4 separate regions of the Mus musculus genome follow, and all the other regions are linked to region 1. A link is a contact called in public HiChIP or PLAC-seq data. All regions are on one chromosome and are shown on one strand. Each heading gives the region's core, a stretch centred on a gene start, on an enhancer-like site or on the middle of the called end of the contact. The rest is flanking DNA. Distances are from core to core; before and after follow the strand shown.

Region 1 (4,619 bases), core at 1,551-4,050:
TTGCAGGATTTTCTCTGTCCAATTACATCAGTGCAGAGGAGGCCTGTGATTGGACAGGGAAGAGGGAGGCGGAGCTAAGAGTTGCAGAGACAGAGAGCAGCTCAGGAGAGAGGGAGAGAGGAGAATGGAGGCTGATGTGATGATATCACAAGGTTAGGTTAATTGGGATACAGCTTTTATCATTATCAAAATGGCTCTGAAATTATTGGCATCTTGTGCAAATTGTGATACTATTGATACGTAAATCTGATTGGTTAATTAAGCTTTAAGAGTCTTGATTTTACTGGGTTTACTGGGTTGTCGTGATATGCAACCACGAGGTTGGCGGTTCCATTTAGTTACTGGAATGTGAGATCCCTGACTACATGGGTTTATGGCTGAGGAAGAAGTAGCGGCGCCAGGGACAAGCTGGGTACACAGCTATTGGCGCAGCGGGGGCTAGCTGGAGAGAGTTGGCGACAGGGGCAGGAGCGCAGGAGCGTGGTCTGACCCCATGGAGAGTTGGTGGGTTCATTTTTTTAATATTTCCTGCAACATTTCTTCAAACATTTTCTTGAAATACTCAGCACACCCTGCTTTCTATAGCCACAGCATCGTGCAATAGAATAGTAGAACCTGTTTTCCCTGTCTAAGCAAAGCTTGGTACCCATTGACCAAACCTTCTTTATCCTTTCCCACACCTCTTTTCAAGATCTTCTATTGTGATGTGAGCTGACTAGATCTTCATTCTCTAAAGCACAAGCCCTGACTAGAACACAAAGCTCTCCTTTCTTCCTTTTCCCGGAAGGACATGCCAGCAGGTCTGGAGACCACGCCTATGGGGCAACCCCAAAAGCTAGTGAGAGGGGAAGGAGGCAATGAATTAGTCACTTGTTACATTGCTGTGACAAAGTTCCTGCAAAAGCCTCTCCAGGGAGGTTTGTTTGGGCTCCTGCTGTAAGGGATACAGCCTCATAAAGAGGGTGATGAGGAGGAGAGGATGAGGGGAATGGTTAGATGTATCTGCAGCCAGGAAGCAGAGAGACAAGTGCTGGCTTTCTCCCTTTGGTTCAGCGCAGAGCTCCTGTCCATGGGGTCAGGGATAGGTTCTCCTTCCTCACTGAACCTATCTGGAAATGCTCCATCCAGGGCTGTGTCTCCTAGGCTGTTTTACACCCAGCCAAGTTGACACGAGGAGTCACCATTCCTATGACCCTCCTAAAAGACCCACTGAGAGAACTTCTCAAAATAGTGGATCTAAAAATGTAATCCCAAAAGTTCCAACGTGCTCCTTCCTGAACTGTCTTCATATCCTTAAAAACAAACAAACAAACAAACACCCAGGGCAGGATGTCACTGCAGGTAAATACAAGCATCTCTAAAGGTGTCATGGGGACTGGGTTCTGAGGCCCACGGGTTCCACTAACAGTGTTGGAGCTGAGGAATGAATGAAACAACACATACAGAACTAAAGCCAGGAGAGCGGCCTCTGCCCCACCCCCAACCCTGCATTCAGAAGCCTGATGCAAGTGTCCAAGCTTCCTGAGAGACTCACCATCATACGACCCAGCGCACATCCCACACACCACACACAGCACACACACACACACACACCACTCATACCTCATACCACACATGCTGCACACCATGTGCACTAAACACTACACATACCCTGCACACCACACTTCCTGCACACACTCCAGCTCATACTCTGATCATCTTCTGCAGGCTCACTGCTGACCTCACGGACTTGTCCCTGCTGTGGTTTCAGTCCCACACCATTGCCCAAAGTCAAGGGATCTTGCATCTCCCAGACACACAAAGGGACCAGGGAACCTCTTTTAAATGTGCACAGTGAGGGGCAGAGAAGATGGCTCAGGTGATAAGGTGCTTGCCACACAAACATGAGGTCCTAAGTTCAGTTCCCAAGAACTTGTGTTGAAGTTAGGCATGGTGACTCATCTTCAATCCCAGTACTGGAGAGGAGGAGACAGGCAGACATCTGCAGCTCATGGGCTGGGCAGCCAATCTAGGTTCAATGATAGACACTGTCTTAAAAACTAGTGTACAATCCAATTAGAGAAGACATACACACCAATCTTTGGCCTTCACACACACACACACACACACACACACGCACCTCACACAAATGTGCACAGTAATACCAGAAGATGAGGTTGAACAGGGCTAACCATGAGCTTGGGAATCTGTTTGTTGTCTCTCTCTGAGTCTTGTTTTGCCCAATGTCCTTTAGAATCTAGACTAGGACCCAGACTCTGTCCCCTCTTGTGGAAATGTGTCTGGAGAACTAAAAGTGAGAAAGCTGCATACAAGAATGGCCTCTCCGCTGAGCGGAGAAATTTGGGTGCATTTATCATGGGACTTGGTGCGCCCCAGGGTTTGCGTGTGTGAGTAGCCTATGAGCAGGACCACAGAGGGGCCACCTTCATGGCCTCCACTGTCTCTGGCTCTTACAGAGGCCTCACCTCCTGGCAAATCATGTGCCTGGCAGAATGCTAACCGTGTGTAAGCCTGTGTGGAAGTAGAGGCCCTGGCAAAAGCTGGACAGAGGCGTCCCTGGACATACATACCAGTCCTGACCCAACTGTTTGTCATCTAACCAGTGACTCTCTCAGATCCCCAGTTTATCCCCCTGGGAGCCCACTCCATACAGTCTTAGTGAGGGCTCAAAAGTCACCTGAAGGACCTTTCCTCTCAAGTAAGGTTCCCACGAGCAAATCCTGTATTGAGTACTCTGGGGAGTGTCCTTAGCAGGAAGGGAACAAGGAAGTGTTCAGCACACTGGAGCCCAGATTACAACACAGACACCATCCCTGGGAGGAAAAGAGTGTCACAGGACAGCCCTCTGGGGTCATATGGCTGAGGGTAATTCTCCAGGGACAGCACTTTATGACCAACATTTACAGCCTCTGGTCAGGAACCCCTCTGTCAAGGGGCTCTGGGTAGGGCTGTCCCTGTACCCGCCCTCCTTCCTCTGGCACAATCACCCATCTTATCTGTGGTTTCAGTTACGCACGGTCAACCAGGGTCTGACCTATGAGTCACAGCATGGTGGAGGTGGAGGTGGAGGTGGAGGTGGAGGTGGAGGTGGAGGTGGAGGTGGAGGTGGAGGTGGAGGTGGAGGTGGAGGTGGAGGGGTAAATACAGGATATTGAGACACAGCAAAGAGCAGAAGCGTAACATCCACTTCTGTGTATTGTTTCCCTGACTGTTGTATGGTTGCTGCTGGTCATCTCTCACTGTGCTTGATTCACACATTAAACTTTAATCATAGGTGTGTGTGTGTGTGTGTGTGTGTGTGTGTGTATAAAAACTCAGTGAACTCAGCCATCGGTACGATCTAGTTTCAAGCATTCCAAAAGTTCTGGGCTGGGAACAATGTGGAGGGAGGGGCTGCAGTTTGAGCAGTGGACCACCTTCCTTGCTCAGTGGGCACAGATGTTCTTCAATCTGGAGCTACTTGGAGATTTATCACAAAGCACTAATGGCCGCTTCTCACCTGCAGCCTCATCCCAGGTCACACCCACAGCTTTGTCCTGGGTGCCTCATTTGGATCTTACAAGGTGCAGGATTGCTTTGCCAGGAACAGTAACACCTGGCCAGCCATGCCCTCCTCAAGCTGACCACTCTGACCAGGTGGCTCTTCTCAAAAGGCTGAGGAAGGTCCGTCTACAACGGTGGAATACAGCTTTGCTTCTCTAAGAAAGCAGCATAGAGCAGCAGGTGAGGCTGGCAGGCAGCCTCACCCCCACACCCCAGGGTGGGTGGCAGATTCTTCCAAATGCAGCTCTGGAGCCCAGCAGACCTGCGCATGGTTAGTGTTTCCTGTTGCCGTGAGGAAAGGTTGTCTTGGTGCTTGGTAGGTTTCAGTCTGTGGTAAACTGGCCTCTTTGCTTTGTGGTGAGGCAGACTGTCACAGTAGAATCAAACTTCGTATGTGCCTGGTCAGAAGAGAGGAAGAAAGGGTTCAAATCCCACCATCCAATGGACTGCAAATGATGCCTCCAGTACACTGAACACAGAACATTCCAGACCCAATGCATGCCACTTGCTAACTCGGAGCCAGAGTAATGACCCCATGCTGGGCACACTGAAGTATGAGCTTGCTTGGCCTCCACTGTCCCACACTGCCTTGCATATCACACTGGCTGTGACTTCTCCAACTTCCTTTTATCGTGTGTATGTCAAGAAAAGAGTGGGAACCTAAAGACAACATCAAGCCCAAAGACACTTAGCCCGGCTTATGGAAAGTCAGTTTAGGATCAGCTAACTGGGAGCTGGGGGCAAATATTCTCACCCTGCAGGCCTTTCTTTATGGATTGTAATGAGTGCTTTTGTGTCAACTTGACACAAGCTGGAATTATCACAGAGAAATGAACCTCCCTTGAGGAAATGCCTCCATGAGATCCAGCTGTAAGGCATTTTCTCAATTAGTGATCAAAGATGGGAGGGTCCATTGTGGGTAGTGCCATCCCTGGGTTGGTAGTCCTGAGTTCTATTAAAAAAAAAAAAAAGAGCAAGCTGAACAAGCCAGGGGAAGCATCCAGTGAGCAGCATCCCTCCATGGGTTCTGCATCAGCTCCTGCCTCCAGGTTCCTACCTTGTGTGAATTCTAGTCC
Region 2 (4,619 bases), core at 605-3,104, 230 kb before region 1:
TCTGCTCACAACTCTAGGTTACATACCTTCCATCATTGTGGGGAAGGCAAGGCAGGAACTCAAAACTGCTGGTCACAAACAGCCACATCCAAGAACAGAGAGAAATGAATGTGTGCTTGCTTGCTTGTGCTTAGCTCAGTTTTCTACTCTCAAACAGTCCAGGATTGCCTGCCTAGGGAATGGTGCCACCCACTGAGGGCTGGGTCTTTCCTCATCACTTAACTCATTTGCAACGGTCCCCCATAGACATGCTCACAGACCAACCCGCTGTGAACAGTCCCTCATTGATTCTCTCTTCTCAGGTGACTCCAGGTTGTGTCACATTGCCAAAGCTAACCATCACAGGGCTCTTCTGGGACATTCTGAGCAGAGGCTCCAGCTGGGCTCCACCCATGCCCAACCCTGAAAGAATTGTGATACAACAGATACTTAGCTTAGCTGTGCAGTGTGTTGTGATAGAACTGGTGGTGGTCCAGTGTGGATACAGGGGCATGGGATTTCATTCCTCTTAGATAAAGGTCTAAAGGGTGGAATGGTGGCTTGGCATGGTGAGTATACTTTTCCACGTGCTCAGTGACATTCTCACATTCCATCTGGGGGTGTGAAGGTTGCCCTGGTCCATCAGCCTGCATCTCTGATCTTTTTTTTTTTTTTAATAGAATACCTTTTACTTATTTTTCAATAACTACACACATGTAAACAATGTATATTGGTCATATACACCCCTAACCATCCTCTCCATTCTTCCCTCCCCTGGACACTCCAATTCACTACCTCCCACTTTTTCTTCCAACCTCCTCTCTCTGTGTCTGTCTGTCTGTCTCTCTTCTCTCTCTGTCTCCACTGAGGCTAACTGGTGCTGCCCAGTGGAGTGTCCACTGATCCCCTTGGCTTGCTCTTGGTCAATAGCCACAGCTGTAGTGTGTTCATGGGTGTAGTGTCAAGTCCAGAGGACAACCCTCCTCCCATCTTTCCTCCCATCCCTCCTCCCATCCCTCCTCCCATTCCTCCTCCCCATCCTCCAGCTCTTACATTCTTTTTTTATTTTATCTTCTTCAATTTTATTTTATTTTGAGACAGGCTATCACTGTGTAGCCTGCCTGGCCAAGAACTTGCTGTATAGAAGACTGGCCTGAAACAGAGATTTGCCATCACACCAGGCAGCTCCTACACTCTTTGTGCCTCCTCCTACAGCCAGCCATTGGCAGAAAGTCCCATGTAGGGCTAGCCCTCAACACTCGCTTACTCTCAGCACATGGGCAGCTGTGAGTCTCCGCATTAAGTGCTCAGCACAGCACATCGAAGCTGCTTCTGGCCAAGGCAGAGGCAGCACCCATCTAGAGTATAAAACAAGCGTTTAGAAGGCCATGTAGCTTAGTAAAACAACAGCAGGCGGTTCCCCTCCATGGCTTGTGACACCCTGGAGTCTCTGACCGTTGACCAGGCCACAACACCAGGCCTGGGCCCCCTCCTGTGCAGAGGCCTCAGATCCAGCAGAGCAGCTACATTGTTCCCAGGGCTTTTTGACTTTCTTTTCTGATGGCTGGAACTGTATCTCACTGTGGTTTTTAATTTGCATTCACTTGATGACTAATGAGGGATAAACCTGTTTGAACCAGTTGTACAACCTGTTCAGAGTTTTGTTTTGCTTCCAAGAGAATTACGTCTTGTTTGTTGGTTTAATTGTGTGTCCTTGTTACCCTTGTAATTTGAGAAATATAGATGAAAAGGCAGGATTCCTGTCTTGAGGGAAATTCACAGAACAATCAACATGTCAACATAGTATTATATGTGAAATACAAAAGGGGGGTAGAGGACAGGGCGGAAGTGCGATGCTGGCAGGGGAGTCATTCAGAGTCTTCTTTGCTGACTCACGCAGTCGGTTGCACATGCTGCTGAGGAATAAACTAGAAGGGCACAGATTCCATTCTCTTAGGATTCGTTTCTTAAATCATGTGTGCATGTGTGCACACACATGTGCATACTTTCTATGAATGTGTGCACACACATATGCATGCTTTCTGTGAATGTGTGCACACACATGCATGCTTTCTATTCATGTGTGTGTGTGTGTGTGTGTGTGTGTGTGTGTGTGTGTGTGTAGACACAGGCATGCGTTCGTGCAGGGCACTGATCCCTGGAGCCAGAGTTACAGAGTTGAGTTGTAGGCAGTGGCTTCTGCTGCTGACTTGTATACTGTAAGCTAGCAGTCCAGTGAGCTTTTGGGTGATTCTCCAGTCTCTGCCTTCTATCTCACCAAGGAGGCATGCTTGACTTACAGATGTATGCTAACACACCTGGCTTAAATTCCCCCCAATCCCCATATCCCCACTGAGGCAGCGGTTCTCCATGTAGCCCTGGCTGTCCTGGAACTTACTTTGTAGACCAGGCTGACCTGGAACAGAGATCCATCTGCCCCTTCCTCCTGAGTGTTGGGATTAAAGGTGTGCACCACCACGCCTGGCTTGCTTTGGGTGTGTGTGGGGGTGGGAGGGTGGGGGGTGGTAAGGATTGAATTTAGATTCTCACATCGAAGGCTTTAGCCTGCTGAGCTATCTCTTGGCTCCAGATCTTTTGATTTTAAACTTAATGCTTTGTACACTGCCCATGGTTATCCCAAACACACCCTTAACACTACGTCTTCGTTACTCACTGTCTCTCCTGGTGCTTCCTTTCATGTGTGAAGCCGAAGGCCCCTTATTCATTTTTCATAAGCAGAAGTCAGGCATCTCATCTAAAAAGAATGCATTCATTCCACACGTCTGTTTACTTATACACAGATGTGTATTTTCAATTTCTTCCTTTCCGGTTCAGGAAGCTGCTGGTAATAAATTTTCATTAAAGTGGTACAAGATCGGAAAGTGAAATAAGCCCCAGCACATTTTCCTAAGTAATCAACAGAATCCCAAAGTGAGAGCCAATTATAACCCTCAGGATCCGCCCCCGCTCATTCAAATGCAGTTATCACAGGGTAGAGCCCAGTGGGGGGCTGCCCACTTCCCCTCAGCTTTTTTTTCACCCCCTTTCTCCAGCTCCAACATCTGAACAATCAGTCCTTCAGCCTCCCAACCTAAGACTTGAGACTTTGTGTCTTGTGTTGATTAAGAAGATGCCAGTCAGGACGAAGTCAGACATGGATGTGTGATAGAGGCTCAGTGCGTGGCTCACTCAGTATTCACAGTTTTTACTTATCTATTTTATTTATGTTTTTAGTTTAAGAAAATGGTGTGTGTGTGTGTGTGTGTGTGTGTGTGTGTGTATTGCATTGCACTTGTAAGAGGCCAGAGGACAATTTTTGTGAGTGAGCTCTCTCCTTCCACCATGTGGGTCCCAGGGGTTGAACTCCGATCATCAAGCTTGGCAGCAAGTGCCTTTACCCACTGAGCCATCTTTTCTGCCCTGTTCACAATTTCACAGTGTTAATAGTAGATAATTAAGCTTTGGCATAGCTGTCTGTATTCACAGCTTCTCTGTGCAGCTCTGGTCTGGTTCCCATACAGGAGGGCTTGGCTGGGCTGCAGCAGTCACTCTAGGAGAGCACGGGTCAGGGCCTGGCAGGTGGATCTACCAGGAAGCTCCCAGCTGGGGCCTCTCATTGCATCTGTGTTTCCCATGAAGGCTCTGAGAAGCAGAGGGGTTTCGCAGCATTTCCCGGCTCAAGCTGACAGAATCCATTCTATGCTCTGAACTGCCAGGCAAGGAGTATCAGCTGCTAGTTCACCTGAGAGTCAGATGCTGTGTGGGTGGGTGACATGGAGCAGCCTGCAGATGAGCAGAGTCCATCTCTACCTCACAGGAGGGCAGCAAAGCCAAGATAGACAGGGCTGTGGAGAAAACAGAAGTGCATCTTGCTGACCCTGGAGGGACTCTTTTCTCAGTTCGTATTTGAATCAACATGGAGGGAGCTTGGCTGCCCACTGCATACAGGGCCCCATGTTGGGCACACACATCAAGAGCACACAGGAACAAAGAATCTAGGGGTGGGGGAGGCTTCTGCCCGAGGAGGTGGGGGGCACAGCATGGTAGGGAGAGGGACTCTGGCTTAAGCCAGGGCACGGGAGAGCATCACGGGCACCTGGACACACTGCCTTTCTCTTGGCTTCCCCTGGCTTCTTGGTGAGAAGTGTTCTCTTAGCAAATTCACTACACCACGATGCAGCATCAGAGATGGAGACTCCTAGTGCCACAGGCAGGGACAAGTGTCATGCTTCTATGGCTTGCACAAGCCCACCTCACTCTTGGGTGAAGCTAGAGGTACTAGAACTCAGGTCTTTGGACAGCTGTGCTCATTTCTTTACCCTTTGCCTTTGCTGCATCCTAGATTCTTTCTGGCTTTAAAGGGGAGCAAGAGAGATACCCCATATCAGCCTGGCCAGGTTTACAGGTAGCAAGGTTGGTGTAATCAGGATATATAGCTGCATCTAAGGGAGCTGCTCAGATGAGAGTCTATAGATCATATGGTAAGATTCTATAGAGCATGTGGTAAGATTCTATAGAGCATGTGGTAAGATTTTATAGAGCATGTGGTAAGATTCTATAGATCATGTGGTAAGATTCTATAGATCATGTGGTAAGATTCTATAGATCATGTGGTAAGATTCTATAGATCATGTGGTAAG
Region 3 (4,619 bases), core at 1,528-4,027, 170 kb before region 1:
CGAGGCCAGCCTGGTCTACAGAGTGAGTCCCAAGACAGCCAGGGCTACACAGAGAAACCCTGTCTGGAACACCTCCCCTCCCCCCCAGCCCCCTCCCCCCAAAAAAAGAGAAAGTTCAGGGCTGGTGGCAGTGTATGCCAGGTAGGAACTGAGGGATGTTAGGAGAACCTGGAGGTCAGGTCTGCTTTGATATGTAAAATATGCACCTCAGACCCTCATCCTGGGGTTGGAAACTAAACACTTGTATGTGTGAAAACACCTTTGTTCTGTAGCTTGTGTGACTGGCTTGTGGTGGAGCCCCAGGTGGGGAGTTAGTCTCTTCAGATGTTTGCAGCACACTGGGCTGTTTCTCCAAGACCTGTCAGTATGGCTGTTTCCAATGGAATCCCTGAAAGCCTTGGAATCTTCCACTCTTTTTTGGGGGGGGCGGGAGGGGTGTTCCAGACAGGGTTTCTCTGTATAGCCCTGGCTGTCCTGGAACTCACTCTGTAGACCAGGCTGGCCTCGAACTCAGAGATCCGCCTGCCTCTGCCTCCCAAGTGCTCGGATTAAAGGCGTGCGCCACCACTGCTCTGCTCACCTTCCATTCTTACCTGACCCACATTATGGAATCTTTCTTCATCAGTATGCTAGGTTCTTGGTGGCATAAGTTTTATTTCTTTTGAAAGTTTTCTTACTTGTTCATTGTTTTTTCGAGAGTCTCTCGGGGTAGCCCTGGAATTTGCTATGTGGCGTAGACTGACTTTGAACTCCCAGAGATCTGTCTGCCCGTGTCCTCCCTTTGCTTCAGCGGGGACCTTTGAACACCTCCTCATTGGTTTTATTCAGTTGCCTCATTAACTTTGGGGAGTATGTCCTGGGGACAACATTGGCTCCTATTTTACATTTATTCCCATTTTACTGTCTGATACATTGATGGAGCTTATTATTGGTTGAACGTGATGAAACAGTGAAGCCAGTATAGCTCTCTCCTTCCCTCTTTAAACGAAATTAGGCTTTCTGAATGTGGGGATTAAAAGGCTTCATCCAGGAAGGATGGCACACAGGGTTTTGGGTTCATAGACTCTTCAGCGACGTGTGGATCTGAGGACTTACCACTGCAGTTATAGAATACTGAGTTCCAAGGCAAGGCACACTATTTATTTAGCTTTTTAAATTACGCCAAGGGAGCGACTTGGTCGGGGAGCTGGCACAGTCAGTCAACAGTGCTTGAGGACCTGAGCTAGAACCCAGAACCCAAGTGAAAGAGCCAGCTATGGTGGTGCATGGTTGTACCCAGTGCTGGGGAGATAGAGGCAAGTGGGTCTCTGGGGCTCCCTGGCCAGGCAGCACAGTCCAGTTGGAAAGCTCTATGCTAGTGGGAGACGCTGACTCAAAGAACAAGATAGAAGGCACCTAAAGACTGACAGTCGAGGCTGTCCTTGCTTCCACACAAGTGTGCGTGCGCACCTGCACACGCGAGAACATACACAGAAATGGATGTGTGCACACAGACGTGCATTGGGAGACTCTGAATGGTCCCCATTCTCTGGAGTACGTGACAAGTTCCCTTTTTGCCTGTGGAGTCCTTTCTTGGACCACGGTCTCTGCTTTTGAGTTTTCACTCTTCCCAAGATGAGATCTTTGCTCAGCTGAGCAAAGTCACCTGGAACACCAGCCCCTGCCTTCTCTTTCCAAGGTCGTTCATAGGGCATCCCAGCCTTCTGATGTACTAAACAGCTGTAATTGGAGAAAATTTAATAAACAGCCATTAAGTTGCTAATAGAAGCGTCAGGACTCATCTATTTCATAAGTTCTAATAATTAATAAAGATTAGCTGCAAATACAAAGCTACCCAGTGTCTCGGTCTGACCCAGAAATGGCCCTGCAGCCTCTTTCTCTTACCCTGGTGGCCGTTAACCAGGCAGGAGATCGTGGGGCCCTCTGCTCACTGCCACTGGAGGGCAGCAGTGGGAACACAAGGCAGGGAGAGAGGATAACTGGGGGAGGGTCTCAGCTGAGTTTCCTCTCTCTCCTAAGGTCTTGCTACTGGGAGGTTAGGGAAGCTAAGAGGACTTCCCCCCCCCCCCCCCCCCGGGTTCCAGCGATGGTGGTGAGTCTTTCTAAATCATTGTATGGGGCTGGGGAGATGGCTCAGTGGCTAAGAGCTCTGCTGTTCTTTCAATTGCCATATGGGAGTCCACACCCATCTGTAACTCTAGTTTCAGGAAATCTGACCTCCTCTCCTGCTGTCTACTGACACCAGGCTCAGAAGGGGGCACAGACATTCATGTAGGCAAAAGACCCATAGGCATAAAACAAAAACTATAAATCTTCACGTGTGCATAGGATGTGTATGTGTATATTGTGTGTGTGTGCTGGCATACGTGTAACGCAGTAAGCCCACAGAGGTCAGAGGAGAACCTTGGGTGTCACTCTGTGCCTTCTACCTCATCTAAGGTAGGGCCTCTTTCTTGTTCACTGCTGTGAACACCAGGCTACCCAGTCCCAATGCTTCCAGGAACCCTGGCATCTCTGCCTTCCCTCGAGCCATAGATTAGAGGCACTGGCTTTATCTGGGTCCTGGGGATCCAAATTCAATTCTCCCATCTGCACAGCAAGTGCTTTTACCCACTGAGCTGTCTCCATGGCCTGGCTGATTTCTTTTAAGCCTGGTGCCTTTCCCTCTGGAGAGAGGCTGTGGAGGCCAGGGTGTGGAGGCCAGGCAGGTGTTCTTGGCTCTGCTGTCTGGGGTTTGTTGAGAGAGGGAGTGGTGTGGGAGAGCTCACTTTACTCTGAGGTCCTGGCAGCCTGTGGAAGCCTTCCCCAAGAAGGACCAGTTAAAACAACAAATGGATCAGCCATGCCTTATGTGGCTATTTTAAGGCAAAAGGGAAATAACTTGGATGGAAAAAGAGGTGAGTGGAAATTCAAACCCCTCCATGTCTCCCTCCAATTCATTCCTCCATCTCTATGCCTGTCTTTGTGTGTCTGTCTCTCTGTCTCTATACCTGTCTTTGTCTTTCTGTCTCTGTCTGTCCTCTCTCCTTGTCTCTCTGCCTGTCTTTGTCTGTCTCTATCTCTTTTCCTATCTTTGTCTTTCTTTCTCTCTCTGTCTGTCCTTTCTCTCTCTTTTCTCTCTTTCTCTGCCTGTCTTTGTCTATCTTTGTCTGTCTGTCCTCTGTCTCTTTCAGTCTCCCTCTGTCTCTGTGTCTGTGTCTGTCTGTGTCTCTCTATGTCTCTGTCTCTCTATATCTCTCTGTCTGTCTCTCTCTGTGTCTCTGTCTCTCTGTCTGTTTCTCTCTGTCTCTCTCTGTCTATCTGTTTCTCTCTGTCTCTGTCTCTCTCTTTCTCTGTCTCTCTGTCTGTTTCTCTCTGTCTCTCCCCTCACCACCATCAGGTGCCCTGGAGCTGGCCTCTACTGTGGTGTTCGCCAGATGACCTGCTCCATCTATCTTGCTTTGGGCAGGGCCCCTTGAGAACAGAGTGGGGTTTGTGTCTGCTGCATGTTGAACTTGGCAGGTATGAGAATTACTCATTCCAAGGCAAACTACCATCTTTTAGAAGAGAGGGCTGGGCCTAACATCCGTGCTGGGAATGGGCCATGTGCACAGCCATCCAGGACTGCTCCAAGTGAATAGCCTCCTTCTTCACAGTTCCAACCAGGCCTCCCACTGGGGAGGAGCAGGCATCAGGTCTGGAGGGAACCAGGAGATTTGGGTGCAAGGGTTTGTGGGAACAGGAAGCTCTGCAAGCAGGGGTTCAAGCATCCCTGCCATTGCCAACTGCTGATGTGGACAAATGTTGGCCAGGCCAATGTCACGAGGTGCATGTTCAAGTGTGTGAACTCCATTCAGTGGGAGAGAATGGACTCTTGTTTGCCAAGAACTGTCTCTCCTCCAAGAAAGATGCTGAAGGGCAGGGGGACATTTTCAGAAACTTTTCTCCAGCTTCCCTCTCTCCTTCCCAGGTATCATAGAATCTGTTCCCAGAGAGTTTGCCTTCCAAGGATCAGAGAGGATAGTCTACAGGTCAGAAAAGAAAGAGACCTTCAGCCTCAATTGAAAACTGTTGTCAAAGAGTGAAGTCCCCTGTTGATCCCACCAGTGCAAGTAACTCAGTTCTATCAGAGCTGGCATCCAGATGCCAGCCCCACTGCACACCGGCTGTGTGTGCCGATTTAGCCTCTCTTCGTACAGTCCTGCATAGATGGTGGGAGGGGCCTGTTGACTGTCACACAGGTTGTGGGGGTTGAGGGGAAATGTGTGGGAACGTGCTTATGCCACTGATGTCTTAGCTGTTCACTCTGACACAGGACCTTCACTCAGAGCTCCTAAGGGAAAAAGGGGAACAGTGCTGTGGAGGCCATTATGTCCCCTTTACATTTGGGAAGCGTTGCTGGTGAGTGTGATGGTGCTGGCAGCCCCACATCTGGGACAGAGAAGACCCAAGTTTCAGGGTCTGTCTTGTGTATGTTCTCTTGGTACCTGGTGTAAAGTAAAGAGCTCCAACAGGTTATAAGGTTGCACATTTTCATGACCTGTCTCAGTGTGTCCAACTGGCTCCCTGAGAGCCTCTTGCAACCCAGAATGACTGTAAACATGTCCCAACTCAAGACTGTAAACTTTTTTTTTTAAGAC
Region 4 (4,619 bases), core at 800-3,299, 130 kb before region 1:
GTGGAGGCAGTGCAGTGATGGGGAGGGGCAGGGAGCTGACTTTCTCAGCAATGGTAGAGGGAGCTGGCACACTGTCTCCACAGTCGCAGGCAAGTGAAGCAACTCAGGGAGACATTCACCAGCAGGGCGAGGTCACACAGAGGCGAGAGCCCAGGCATCTGTGGCCAAACTGATTCCCAGCCAGCTTTTCTGAAGACCCCAACCACCACTGCACAGATGCTGAAGGCCCCAACCACCACTACACAGATGCTGAAGGCCCCAACCACCACTGCACAGATGCTGAAGGCCCCAACCACCACTACACAGATGCTGAAGGCAGAGGAAGCCGCTCCACTACCTCTGCTCTCCGCAACCCCACTGACCGGTTCATGCCTGCTCCTGAGAGCTCAAGACTGAGGGGAGAGCCAGGAGGGACAAGAAACTCTACAGTGTCATTAGGATCTGGATTGTGGCCAGAGCTCAAGATCCTAAATTAACCCTAGAACGACCGTAGCCCTCATAGGAACTGGGCAATGGCGCTCAGTGGAACTTACTTTATGGTAGAGAAACAAGGGGTTTCCTTGCTGTTCCTGGTAGGCTGTGGTCACTGAAATCCCAAACTGTAAACATTCCTGACCACACAGGCAGCTTTGAGAACCACAAACTGTGTCTGAAGAAGCGAGCCACAGGTAGAAGGCCTCCAAGGACAAGCAGGTAGCAAGAAGCCACGGTCAGTGAGCCATGATGGCCCCACACCTTGGCTGCCCAGAGGCAGCTCCTCTCTCTCGTCTGCAGAGGAAGCTCCAGTTTCACAGAAACACCCGATGCTTACACCTGATCTCACACTGGGAATTTACAGTAGTGAATAGGGGAATGAGTAGGGGAGAGTTTGCATTTGAATCTGTTAGGGCTAGGTTGGGGTGAGATTTACAGCTAGGTCTCTTAAGAGAGGGCTTGGTTACATCTGCATCTCAAACAACAGCGTGGGAATTAGGTCCAGGTCTCTTAACACTTGGTGGTGGGGTGTGGGGGGAGGTGGTGGTGTTACATCTGGGTCTTGAACACTGAGGGTTGACGTCCAGATCTCAAACTCTGGGGACTCACTTCTGAGGCTCCTCTCCATCCAAATCAGCATCCAGTGTGGTACCTAGCTGCTCTAGCCACCAGGAACATCCTCCACCCAGGCTTCCTCCATCCTCCTGGCTCCCTCTCCGGTTCCTCCCTGTGGCTTCAGAGGAAGCAGAGCAGCTGAACACACACACACACAGCTCAGCACCATCTGGGACGGGGAACCCCTGCGATACAGGGGTGGTGTGGGGACAACTGCGTGGTGGGGGAAGTGCCTGGTCCGCTTAGAGGCCCACTCTCCCTTTAAAGGATACACAAAGCCCCCGCCGCCCCCTCACGCCAGGGTCTGGGTTGAGTTTTTCCTTGACAGAGCCCATCCCTTTGAGGCTGGCTGGCTGAGCAGTGTTGACACAGCCGTCTCTGGATGCGTTCCGGGAAAGCAGGCCTGAGCATGTGAGACGAATTTTCTCTGCACTGTGCGGTTTCCAATGTGTCAGAAAAACAAACTAGGAGAAGTCTACTTGGATCGTGTGAGTGTGTGGACCCCTCCTCCCCGCTTCATTCCTCCCATAGTGGAAAAAAAAAAAAAAAACTAAAAGGCTGCCTTCCAGCGTCTGGTTCCTGACTCTGGAGGGATGGTGTACAAGCGGAGGACTTCCAAGCCACACAATGCGGGTCCATGTGACGCTTCTGTGTTCGTGTGGAGGGTGGAGGCTACCTCTACATCAGGGCATGGAGGCCGGATCAGCCTCATGCCCTTTTGCTTCCAGGCCCTTGACTGCCCCTCCTCCACCCAAACCTCCAGTCCTCGTTCCCAAAATAATTGGCCACAGGAAACTGCACTGAGGAGGAGCCTCTGCAGTGAATTACTTCCCGGCACCCTGCCGGGATGCAGAAGGCTGGCTGTCCCGGCTGCAAGTCACTAGCTGGGGCCATGCAGGGGGCGGGGCCTGGGACGGGGGCGGCATCTACACACACTGCTCTTCACTTCCCTCCAGCGGTTCCTGTAGAAGCAGGCAGTAGTAGAGGCTTGGCCCTTCTGTGCCTTCTCCATGCTCGGGAGAGATGCTCACTGGGGACCCAGCCTTGAAGTTTGCAGCCAGTGGGGATTCCTGGTTCCTCGCGCGCGCACACACACCACACACACACACACACACACACACACACACACACACACACACACACACGCTTGCGTGCACGTCTGTGCTCAGCGCTTTCATCTTTGTACTCAGTCAGGGATCCCAGTACCACCCACGTTTAGGCTGGGTAGTACCACCTCAAGTAAATAATCTAGAAACTTCTTCACAGAAGTTCAGAGGGGTTTGTCTGAAGGTGGTTCTTGACGCCATCAGGCTGGCAGGCTGTGTGAGCCACAGCACACCCTCAGGTTGCTTCCTGCCACAGTAGCGAGAAGAGTAACAAAACAGCCTACTTTCTCAGAAGCGAGAGAGCCATCTGCCCACAGAGCAATAGATTCACTCCCCTCCTGGGTAGAGGGATGCTTTACTGATGCAAAGAGGAAAAGTGGGGACGGTCACCACAGGCGCAGGCCAGCTGGTGCCTCTCACATCCTTAGCTCTGTGGCAGAGGCCACAGGCGGAACACAGAGGTTGATTTTGAAGGCGAGAGCCGAGACATAGCTCCAGATTCTCCCTCAAATCTGTGTCTGAGACATTCTTGTTCCTCGGAGTTCCTAGGCCCCTTCGCTTGGGGGCTATCCCAGACATGCTTTACATGTCACCCTTCTGAAGGGCCGTGGGCATTTATGTTTGTTTTCATTGAGTGTGTACTTTGTCCAGGTATGGGGTCAGACACTTGCAGTCTTGTTGGCTTCAACTCTACAACAATCAGCTAACTTTTTTTTTATTCCTTTCTATCTAATGCAGATCTCCACGGATTTGCATGTAAATAAGCAATTATGTATGCGTGTGACTGTAGATAGATGAATATTCATAGATAGGAAAATACTCCATCTCTAGACTGTACCAACTCTGTATATGGTACCAGCAGAAACACGCACGCATTCTCCAGAATACAACCTTCCCTGCTTTCTCACGAGTAAGATGATATTGGAGACTTGTGGTCAGAACAGCACACACTCCATTTATAAACAGGTTAGCCCTAGGCAGCTAGAGCCGCAAGGACACTCTGGGAAACAGCATGCACGGCTATATCTGCACACGCAGGAGAGTTGCCTGGAAAGCTGTGGAGCCCTGTCTGCTGGGGCCCAGCTTCAGTTTCTGATTCAGTCAGTATGTAGTGGCGGACCTTGATAGCTTCCATTTCTGTGAGTTCCCAAGTGAGGCTGCTGCTGTCTTGGGAACAACTGTGAAGGGTCCCAACCAACCAACACAAGAAGTTGGACTTCCTCTACCAACTCCACCTCTCATCGGCCGAAAGCTGTTGGCTCCATTTCTTGTTCCTAGATGCCAGCCGTGTGAGGTTCTGCAGAGAGTAAGCTGGCATTCACACAATGGCAAGCCTGTGCTGTCAGGGCAGGTGGGAGCGAACTGTGGATACCCAAACCCCTGAAGAAATGTTGCATCCTTCATACCAACAAGAGAGAGAGACTTAAAACACAGCAGCACAGGAAAGAAAACGGCAAGAATCTCAGTTGCTTTTGCACTCACAACTCAGATGGTTCTCCTCCCCTCTCTGAGTGCCCTGCACTCTGTCAACTTCACCCAGATCTCTCTAAGAGGCCCTTAGTTGTTGCTCTTGATTAAAAGTGCTGACTCTTCACCTGGACCAAAAGGGCGGAGCCTGCCATCTCTGCCTTCATTCCCTGTCTGTGTCCCTGGCTTTGGTTCAGAGCTCTGCCTGACTCAGCACAGGAATGCCTGTGTCTGCCTACCTAGCATAGTTCAGCCTGCTTCCAGGACTAAAAAACAAGGATAAGTCACTGTCCTAACCTGGATCTATATCTACCCTGGATTCTAAGAACAGAAACCCCAGGAGAAGGCAGCTATCCAGGAGTCAAAGCCAAGGCCACACCCTGGATGATCATCTTCTAGAGCCACAGCTGGCATGGTGATCATCAGGGTCACGCCTGGCCCAGGGCTACACACCTTTTCTCCTCTTCTTCCTCTACTTAAAGCTCATGTCACCCTAAAGACGGAATTGGGGTGATCTCAAAGAAGGACTTGGAGTCACCCCAAAGATAGGCCTGGGGTCACCCCAAAGAAGGACCTGGGTCACCCCAAAGAAGGGCCTGGGGTCACTCTAAAGAAGGACCTGGAGTCACCCCAAAGAAGGACCTAGAATCTCCCCAAAGAAGGACTTGGGTTCTCCCCAAAGATGGACCTGGAGTCAACCCAAAGATGAACCTGGAGTCAACCCAAAGAAGGACTTGGGGTGACCCCAAGGATGGGCCTGGAGTCACCCCAAAGATGGACCTGGAGTCAACCCAAAGAAGGACCTGGGGTGACCACAAAGATGGACCTGGGGTCCACTGGACCTTTGTATCTGTTCTCCCTATTCATTCACATTGCTCAAATTCTGCTTTTCTCCTACACTCTCCTCTTTGGCTGGTAAATGGGGTCAAGTGGCCCAGGCTAGCTCCTTGAGGGTGC

Evidence for each region. HiChIP or PLAC-seq counts read pairs in DNA pulled down with a chosen protein or histone mark.
Region 2: a FOXA1 HiChIP or PLAC-seq map of pancreatic cancer cells shows a contact between it and region 1. The contact joins two enhancer-like sites. A contact is called at or near these places in 1 of 15 datasets of contacts at CTCF or cohesin (embryonic stem cells), 16 of 484 Hi-C or Micro-C datasets (cerebellar granule neurons, embryonic stem cells and gonadal supporting cells), 5 of 115 datasets of contacts at active chromatin or transcription factors (bone marrow-derived macrophages, embryonic stem cells, forebrain and 2 more) and 2 of 9 other capture datasets (embryonic stem cells and embryonic trunk).
Region 3: an HNF4G HiChIP or PLAC-seq map of pancreatic cancer cells shows a contact between it and region 1. The contact joins two enhancer-like sites. A contact is called at or near these places in 3 of 484 Hi-C or Micro-C datasets (B cells, bone marrow-derived macrophages and embryonic stem cells), 2 of 115 datasets of contacts at active chromatin or transcription factors (differentiating embryonic stem cells and pancreatic cancer cells) and 1 of 9 other capture datasets (embryonic stem cells).
Region 4: a contact with region 1 is called in a FOXA1 HiChIP or PLAC-seq map of pancreatic cancer cells. The contact joins two enhancer-like sites. A contact is called at or near these places in 3 of 484 Hi-C or Micro-C datasets (cerebellar granule neurons, embryonic stem cells and nephron progenitors), 8 of 115 datasets of contacts at active chromatin or transcription factors (embryonic fibroblasts, embryonic stem cells, intestinal crypt epithelium and 1 more) and 1 of 9 other capture datasets (embryonic stem cells).

What each region holds. Positions count from the first base shown.
Region 1 is chr9:120,823,586-120,828,204 of GRCm38.p6, forward strand. No RefSeq gene overlaps it. Among named protein-coding and RNA genes, the nearest start is that of Gm39459, 8.5 kb to the right of the region's middle. Within about 2 kb of position 2,801, at least 69 of the 459 cell types and tissues checked have an H3K27ac peak or open chromatin away from gene starts, as enhancers often do. A contact at or near this core is called in pancreatic cancer cells, where this site is marked.
Region 2 is chr9:120,592,052-120,596,670 of GRCm38.p6, forward strand. No RefSeq gene overlaps it. Among named protein-coding and RNA genes, the nearest start is that of Gm34323, 7.5 kb to the right of the region's middle. Within about 2 kb of position 1,855, at least 53 of the 459 cell types and tissues checked have an H3K27ac peak or open chromatin away from gene starts, as enhancers often do. A contact at or near this core is called in pancreatic cancer cells, where this site is marked.
Region 3 is chr9:120,655,249-120,659,867 of GRCm38.p6, forward strand. No RefSeq gene overlaps it. Among named protein-coding and RNA genes, the nearest start is that of Gm39457, 15 kb to the right of the region's middle. Within about 2 kb of position 2,778, at least 35 of the 459 cell types and tissues checked have an H3K27ac peak or open chromatin away from gene starts, as enhancers often do. A contact at or near this core is called in pancreatic cancer cells, where this site is marked.
Region 4 is chr9:120,689,807-120,694,425 of GRCm38.p6, forward strand. No RefSeq gene overlaps it. Among named protein-coding and RNA genes, the nearest start is that of Gm39458, 17 kb to the left of the region's middle. Within about 2 kb of position 2,050, at least 179 of the 459 cell types and tissues checked have an H3K27ac peak or open chromatin away from gene starts, as enhancers often do. A contact at or near this core is called in pancreatic cancer cells, where this site is marked.